Linked DNA regions of Mus musculus: regions 1 and 2 are each linked to region 3. A link is a contact called in public promoter capture Hi-C data. All regions are on one chromosome and are shown on one strand. Each heading gives the region's core, a stretch centred on a gene start, on an enhancer-like site or on the middle of the called end of the contact. The rest is flanking DNA. Distances are from core to core; before and after follow the strand shown. Region 1 holds the start of Rasa2 (RAS p21 protein activator 2). Region 2 holds the start of Pxylp1 (2-phosphoxylose phosphatase 1). Region 3 holds the start of Dbr1 (debranching RNA lariats 1).

Region 1 (2,771 bases), core at 43-2,542, 2.9 Mb before region 3:
CCAAATCCTTGAAAGGGGAGTAACATCAAAAACTCAAGTGGGAGAATCCAAAAGAAGCATCGAGATTTAAGAATTAAAGTTTATACTCTGCCAAAGAAAGAGCAGTATCAGCCATTCTAACACAATTGAATTTTCAACATATAAAATATCTCTTATAGCCAGGCATTATTTAGGAGACCGATTTCATTCTGGGGATAAAATAATCTGAATTAAAAAAGGTTTTCAACTAAAGTAACAATAAACTCTACTGATTCGCCAGTCATACAGTGAAAAGGGACCATCTCAATAAGCTGGGGGAAGTCGATCTAATATCAAAGGGTCGTTTTAAAGAGGAAGGATAGCAATGACAAACGAACTGGCCCGTCTCTGAGTAAGAGTCTACACTCATCGGTGCGGCTCTCACAAATGCACGGGAGAGAATCAAGTGGGTTGAGCGCGGACTGGATGACTGAGTTTTGAGACCTGCTCACAGGAAGCCACTACATCCTGCCCCAAGTCACCGTCAGTCACGCCGGCTCTCGATTCAAGTCCCCGCCGCGGCAAGGTGGGGCGGGCACAGGTGTCCCGCCCGAGCTCCCCGGGCGCCCCGCTCGCCCGCGCAGCCTCGCCCACCGGAGCCCCCGCCACCGGCTCCCGCAGTCCCCAGCGCCCGCCTCAACCTCGCACTGGCAGAGGAGCCCCAGGGAGCTCACACCCCCTCCTCAGCCCGCCGCCCGGCCCGGCCCGGCCCGGCCCCGCCCCGCCGCAGCCGGCCTCCCTCCCTCCTCCAGCCGCGCCTCCCTTGTAATTACCACGGGGCTCCCACCTCGGGCCGCTCCCGTCGTCCGCGGCCGCCCGCAGGCCTGCGTCGGAGGGAGGCCGGAAACTCCGCGCGCCCCCGGCCGCGCCCCGGGCTCCCGCGTCCAGGCCGCGCTCCAGGCAGCGCCCCTCGCGCCGCGCCGGTCCGGTCCGCGCGTGCAGGTCCTCACCCCGCTCGCTCCGAGGGGGAGCCCCGACCCGCGCCGGGCAGTCGGTCGACGCGGCGCCTCCCCCCAACACACCCCCATCCAGTCTCACCAGTCCCGGGCGGCCGCCGGTGCCGCCACCCCCGCGCGTGCCCGCCGCCCACCCTCCGCGCCGCCCCGGGGGTCCCCTCAGCCCCGGCCCCGCTTACAGATCCTGCCGCGCAGGCTCTGCAGCACTCGGACCTCACGACTGTCCTCGTCTCCCGTCTCCGGGTCTGCGCTGCCCGAGACGGCCGGCGCCTCGGGAGAAGCCGCCGCAGCAGGCGCTGCCGCCGCCATGGTGCCGCCCGGCCCCTACCCCAGCCCTACCGCCTGCGTAGCCGGGCAAGGCGGAGCCGGAGCGAGGCCTAGGCCGGATCGAGCCTCGCTGTAGCCCCGCCTCGGCCTCGGGCTGACTCGCCCCGCCCCTCGCGCCGTGCCCGCCCTGCATCCGCCTCGCCTTGCCTCCCTGGGCAAGTCGCGAGAGGCGCTCTGAAACCCCCACAAGGAGGAAAACCCTGGCCCTGCTGTGATCCCCAGAACCCTGAGAATTGGACGTCCCCCACGAACGGACCTCTAGGTCCCCAGATGCTCAAGGAAAAGAAAAGTCCCCAGTCAGAATGACTCCAGGTTCCAGGAAAAAGTTTGGCATTTTGGCAAACGTCAAGAGATGTATTAGAGACTCTTCCAGCGGTGTCTAGATGCTCCCGCAGTGCGGCACGTGGGGGACAAACCACATACTCAACCTTTGCTCTGGGAACATTGCTCTGCAAAAAGTTGGGTCAAGAAAAGGACCACAGACTCCGTCCAGTCCTGTCTGAGACCCAGAGAAATTTTGAGTTTATCACCAGTTTTGCATTTCAGAATCGGAACGGTGACCTCTTTCCCACTCCCAGAAGCAGGCTTTTTAGAAAGTAGATTGGCCCTGGGAAGTTTGTAAATCTTCAACTAGTTGTTGCCACTATCTTAAGGGAACTATTTACAGTGAGTAAACTGTGTGGATAACACCCTGGTATGTGAGGAGAGGGATGATTTCCTGGTCCTGAGGTTTAACTGCGCTGCCCTAAGAAGGAAGAAACTGATTTAATAGAGCAGGGTTGTTCTTTGCCAGGTGCTAGAGTCAGCCAGTCAAGGAATGTTTTCAGACATATAGGAATGGCCCTAGGGCAAAAAGACGGGGCAGAAGGCGCCAAGACCATGAGCACCTCAACCTGGAAGGGCACACAGAGAGAAGAAGCAAGTTGTGGAAACAGAGTCAAGGAGAGCCTGCCTGGGAAGAGTGAACAGACGACAAGCAAGCCCAGAAGCCACTTGTGCCAAGGCCAGTCAGGCAGACGGAGTGACCTAAGCTTGCTGGATGTCTTAGGCTACCGAGCAATACTTCCAGTCCAGCTGGTGATGCATGAGGGTGCCCCTTGTCCTGTACCATACAGCCTTGGAGAAAGTGAGCTTACCTCTCCTTCCAGGCATTTTGTTGTTTCAAACAGAAACTCCAAATGGTATTTCCCTTTCTTTCCAAATCAGAGCTCACACACCACAGGCCAGAGACTGGCTTTTTCTATTTTAAAACGTTTAATGCTTTATTGGTATGTCTTACTTATACACAGTCATGGTGTGATACCGTTTTCATACACATGTTTAATGTATGCATAGTATTCAATACCCTCTTCATCGCCGTCCACATCCCCTGCACCCCCTTCCTCTCCTCCCAGCTGGCTTTCTTCCCCTCCAATCCCCTGGAAGGTCAGTGGATGGCTGTTGGGAGGTGGTTCTCCTTTCACCGTGGGT
Region 2 (2,700 bases), core at 188-2,687, 2.7 Mb before region 3:
CTGACTAGGCAATTAATTTAATCTAAGATTTAATGAAAGACCCCAGAAGGGAAGGGGTGAACGCACACGCTGGGCTGTCACCATGCCATCTCCACTTCTCTCCGGGGACCATGAGGCTTTCCAAGCCATCTGCTTTAAATCCTCTTCCCACAGATGTCACCACAGGGCACCAACACCTCTGAGGAGGGGGCTGGTGCCAAGCCCGACCGACAGTTCCAGAGGGTAGGCTGGGCTCATCACTGTCTAGTCCATAGTCAGGGTCCAGCCTGGGACTTGCCGCAAAGAGCAACAAATGTCCCTAAGCCATGGAACTCTCCCAGAGCCCCTCCTTGATCACTCACTCATCCCACATTTCCCTATCCACACCAGATCTGATCCAGATTCCTAACTGGTTTTTACCTGTTGAATGTTTAGGAAGCATCCTTGCCTTTCCACAAAGACACGGGCCCACCCTAGAGGGGACAGTTACGTTCCCAGAGCTGTGGTGAGAGAGTGGGGATGTGGCTCCATTTCCCCAGCATAGCTAAATCTTCCCCGATCCACAGGTACTACTGACAGCCAGTCACAGCAGCAAAGAAAACCTGCTCCATATTTGTGGGTAGCAAAGCCGGCTTCTTTTTAAGAAATCGCAACCTATCCAAGTTCACCAAGCAAAAGCAAGCAAAGAAGTAACCACACTGTCCTAAACAGAACACTGAGCAAGCATAACCTGCACGCGTGAAGTGGCCCTGGGCTGGGCCCAGGGTTCCTGCGCCGCAGGCAGCAGGTAGCTGGCGAAGCACCAGCCCCACCCCCGGGGCAGGCCCTGAAGTTGCAGCCCCTTTTTACCTGGACACTGCAGCTATGGGACAGCCGGGAGAAGGGGGACCCCGGAGCTCAGATTCCCGCTGAGTCGTTCAGCAGGAGCGCCTAGGCAGAATGGGACCCCGCTGGGGTGGCGGCGGGGACCGTAGGAGCAGAGCTGGGAGGGAGAGGCGAGCGGCAGGCAACCAGGAGGAGGTAGGCGTGGGAGGGCTTGAGGGAGAAAAGGGGGTGTGCGGGCAGGCTTCTAGGGTGCAGGGCTGAGAAAGGGGAGACGGATCGGAGGGCAGGGACCCCTCTCCAACGCGGGGAGGGTATGGGGAGAGGTGGCAACTGGGGAGCGCGTAGATAAGGGAAAGAGCTTGGTGGCAGGGCTCACACCCGCTGCTTGGAAGCCCGCCCCTGCCTCCGGATCTTGGCATCGCGGACACCTCTCCGGGGTCGCCCCCCAAGACCCTAGACACAAGCCCGCCTTGCGAGAAGCCTCACAACCGCTGGGACCCGGCGCGCACCACACTCACCGCCTACGGTCCCGGCCTCCGTCGCTGTGCGTAGGGATCTCCACCCGCAGCCAGCTCCTCCTGGCGGGAGTGCAGGCGGCGGTGGCGCGCGCAGGCCGCCAAACTCGGGGTTCCGCAGCGCCCCCTACCGGGACCGCCGGGTCCCTGCCCGGCCCGACGCGCTCAGGGCGCCCTGGAGCTCCGCCCCGCAGGCGGCCGTGCGGGACCAGCAGGCTGCGGCGACCCGCATCCCGGGCCTTGGAGGCACACATGGCCTGGAGTGTCCAAACAGTCATCCAGACAGGCTCCGGTCGCGCCGTCCGGGTCCGGGAAAGCGCGCGCACTCGGAGCGCACAGGGCCTATGCTCCTCCCTATGCCGGACTTAGGACCCGGGAGGGTGCCATGGCCCCAGGACACTGCCCTGGACCCGTCCCAGCCTTGGCTAGGGTGCTTTGTGACTGCGTGCCTAACTCCGCGCCGCGGATCTAGCTGCGGATGTGGGTCCTGCGGTGCCTCGTGGACTCAAAACTGGCATATCCTAGCCACCGTGCCACCTCCACCCAAGCGCCTGTCCCGCGCTTCTCTTCCGGCGCGGGCCACATCCGGCCTGTGTCTACTCTAGACCTGGCAGTAGTTTTGTCCCTAAAGGCCTGCAGGCATCCACCCTTGAGAGGTCGTGGCTGTGTCACGGGGGCGTTTCTGCATGACCCCAGGGCTGCCAGCCAAAGACCCGCGCAGCACTCGTTCTATAAAGCTGTGTTTGTGGGTCTTTTGTTGTTGTTGTTTCAAATGCTGTAAAAAAGGATCTCACCAACCACAATTGTGAGATTGCCTTTGTTGTCAGTTCTGGGACTACAGTGACACCCTTGTGCCTCTCTCAACTGCAAAAGAGGTGCGGTTTTGAGGGTAGCGCATCACTTGATTTTCCCTAACTCATTCGATAGTGACTAAATCAAAACACTTTATATTTTATCCATATTTTTACCTCCAATTTCTCCCCTCAAATCAGCTAGATTCTACTTCCCTAGCCTGCATTCCATTTACCCCCATGGTCCAGCCATCTGGAATGCCTTCTCTGTTCAATGCCTTGATGGCCAGCTGGCACTTGCCTGAGGACACTAGTTACTATCCCTCTCACCCAATTACCCAGGCTCAACACCACCTTCAGCCTGCTTATCCCTTCAGTACTAGCGACAGCTTTCTCCAATACGTGAGCATGAAATCTCACTCCCCGTTAAATTCCTACTTGGGCTGGCCCTCAAGGACCACCACAGTCCAGGCATCCTATCCAACACAGACTCTTCCTTCTCGCCACGGACTCTTGACAGTTCTGCTCTAATTCCAAGTTCCACTCCTTCACAAGTCACACAGGCTGCAGATGACAGACAACTCCATCCA
Region 3 (2,950 bases), core at 408-2,907:
CTCTGTATGGTTTTGTCTTTCTTTCTTTTTCTTTTTTCTTTCTTGGTTTTATGGGACAGGGCTTCTCCATGCATCAGTCCCAGCTGTCAAATTTTTTTGTTTGTTTTGTTTTTCGAGACAGGATTTCTCTGTGTAGCCCTGGCTGTCCTGGAACTCACTTTGTAGACCAGGCTGGCCTCAAACTCCCGAGTAATGGGATTAAAGGCGAGCACCACCACGCCCGGCTAGCCCCAGCTGTCTTAATTCACTTTATAGACCATGCTGACCACACTGGCCAGGGATCTGCTTGCTTATTTCTGGAATACAAGGATTAAAGGCAGAGCCACCATCCCCTCCCTCCCCCTGCCACGCCCCCAGCCTAGATTGTATTTAACTGATTAAATTTTTCAGTTGTTTAAATGTATACTTCTCTGTTGAGAGGCCAAATCTTGTAAGTTCAGACTCCATTTTAGAGAACCTGGCCAAAGTTTGAACTCAGACAAACTAACCAACATAACACTAGTTTCCAAGTTACCCCTCAACAAGACCAGCGTCCCCAGGTTATTACCCCAACATATCTGCACCCCCAGGTTACGAGGCCACCCCCTGCCTAACGACCACTAATGCAGAGGGAAGCAGAAATTAAGTTTATGATATGACTCCCAGCACCAGCCAATTGTGTTAAAGGCCATGGTAGCTCTCGAATTAGATGCTTAACTACCACCACTACCACATCCCACCCTCTGCTTGTAGCTTTCTATAAAGTCTTGTCCCCACTGACATTCGGGGTACACCAAAAACTGTGCTGTGTGTTGGTGGCGAGCCACAGCGAGCTGGGATAGAATAAAGACCGTGCTATGAGTTACATCAGATGGGCTCCTGCCTGGTTTTGGGGGATCGCTAACACTTTCGTGGCGCTACAACTGTATGCCCTTGATTAGATTTCCTTTACTGGCTTTCTTCTTTGCCATTCATTCTTCCTTGATTAGTCGCCACCTTTTCTCTCCAGAAGTTTTCGAGATATTTAACCTTTCATTCATCTTGCGTTACAGTTAGGCAAACAATTTGGTAGGAAAATACCCATTCCCCTTAGTCAAAAATAATTTTAGAAATTCCCCCCGGGAGGGTTGGTGTATAGTTTTAAAATAATCAGTAAGCTTCAACGTTGCATTTAAATTTTAATGTCATCATTAAAACCTCTTTTTACTTTCTAATTCATTTTTAAGGCAATCATCGTTGCCAGGGAGAGATTTGCTCTAGGGAATTAATTGCTCAATCGCTCCTGCTCACTTGCTTACCTTGATTTTTTTTTTTTGGTTTTTCGAGACAGAGTTTCTCTGTAGCCTTGGCTGTCCTGGAACTCACTTTGTAGACCAGGAAGGCCTCGAACTCAGAAATCCGCCTGCCTCTGCCTCCCAAGTGCTGGGATTAAAGGCGTGCGCCACCACGCCCGGCTGCTTACCTTGATTTTACTAAATTCAATCCCTATTCTTGGAGATTTTATTTCTTTTTCTAGTTTTAAACAATGTAACCCACTAGATTGCTAGCACGCAAGGGATCACGAAGACAGACAGGGTCTCCATTAAACAAGTTCAAAGTTTCCCCCCTCCGGCTTGACCGGGCCCTTCCCGTTCCCTCTCTCGCGAGACTTGGAAGCCGGAAGTTACATAAAGGACTCGAAACTCAGCCGCGGCTCGGTTGGTGTTGGCGGGAGCCGGGTGGGCCGGCTGCCTGGTGTTCTTTGCTGTGCGACCCGGGCTGCAGGTGCTCCGGGGTGTTGCTGTTGAGTTCCGCGGCCCAACGTCACGATGAGGGTGGCCGTGGCCGGCTGCTGCCACGGCGAGCTGGACAAGATCTACGAGACTCTGGCGCTGGCGGAGCGGCGCGGCTCGGGACCCGTGGATCTCCTTCTGTGCTGCGGCGACTTCCAGGCGGTGCGCAACGAGGCCGACCTGCGCTGCATGGCCGTGCCGCCCAAGTACCGTCACATGCAGACCTTCTACAGGTGAGGGGCGCGCGGCCGGTCCTCGCGTGGGGTTCCAGGTCCTGCTGCCGCAGATCGCGATGTCTGTTGGACCCGGAGCTTAGGAAATGGCCCTGGCCTCCTCCTCTCTGTACACACCTGGCTCTTCTTCCCAGGGACCCGGGGTGACACCAGCAGGTTTAGATACTTTGGATTTGCTAGAACACGATGGTTAGTTGATTTAATGATCTGGTTTTCCCGTGACCTGCTGTGTGCTAGTCTGGGTTCTAGAAGCCCAGACTTGCACTTCACAAAGTTCTTGATCTCAATGAATGTGTGCTCGACACTCAAGATTTAATTTATTCTTAAGGGCAGGGATGGGAAGATAGTGGGGACCGTTTGATCGTTTTTGAGCTCGGCCTTTTCCTTCTGACCTCTTGCTTTTTTGTGTTTAGTTTGGTTCCTGACAGCTTTATTACCGTTATGTTGTAGATATTACTCTGGAGAGAAAAAGGCCCCGGTTCTCACCATCTTCATTGGAGGAAACCATGAAGCCTCAAACCATTTGCAAGAGTTACCCTATGGTGGCTGGGTAGCGCCGAATATTTATTATTTAGGTATGTGTTTATGTGCACTTTTTTTGGTCTTGTCAGAATCTGTACCAGCTGGGCAGCTTCTAGAAGACATGTGGTGAATGCCATTAACTTAAATAATCATGAGAATTGAGTTAAAATAGTTATTAAATGGCCAGTCATGAACATACATCCATTTTCTTCTAGAGGTTTAAATAATAGCTAATATGATGACAAGTTTTTTTTTTTGTAGTCTCTTTGCTTTTTTCTTATTGCATTAAACTTTATAATGGAAAATGCTAAACATACATAAAAATACCGAGTAGTTTAATAAATTTCTTTACTTGTTAACCTCAACTCCTATTACTTTGTTCTACTCCCATATTTAAATATCCAGTATTGTTTAAACTTTTCCTGAGGGAGATGGCTGGGATGC

What was found. Promoter capture Hi-C pulls out the DNA fragments that hold promoters and counts their contacts.
Region 1: a promoter capture Hi-C map of cranial neural crest shows a contact between it and region 3. The contact joins the promoter of Rasa2 here to the promoter of Dbr1 in region 3.
Region 2: a promoter capture Hi-C map of second pharyngeal arch cranial neural crest shows a contact between it and region 3. The contact joins the promoter of Pxylp1 here to the promoter of Dbr1 in region 3. A contact is called at or near these places in 2 of 39 promoter capture datasets (pre-B cells and second pharyngeal arch cranial neural crest).

Annotation. Positions count from the first base shown.
Region 1 is chr9:96,630,211-96,632,981 of GRCm38.p6, forward strand. It overlaps Rasa2 (RAS p21 protein activator 2), which reads right to left and starts at 1,293. Exons shown (of 24, transcript NM_053268.2): 1 at 1,154-1,293. The coding sequence starts at 1,283.
Region 2 is chr9:96,888,037-96,890,736 of GRCm38.p6, forward strand. Pxylp1 (2-phosphoxylose phosphatase 1) reads right to left here and starts at 1,438. Exons shown (of 6, transcript NM_001289647.1): 1 at 1,323-1,438.
Region 3 is chr9:99,574,142-99,577,091 of GRCm38.p6, forward strand. Dbr1 (debranching RNA lariats 1) reads left to right here and starts at 1,658. Exons shown (of 8, transcript NM_031403.3): 1 at 1,658-1,984; 2 at 2,435-2,559. The coding sequence starts at 1,788.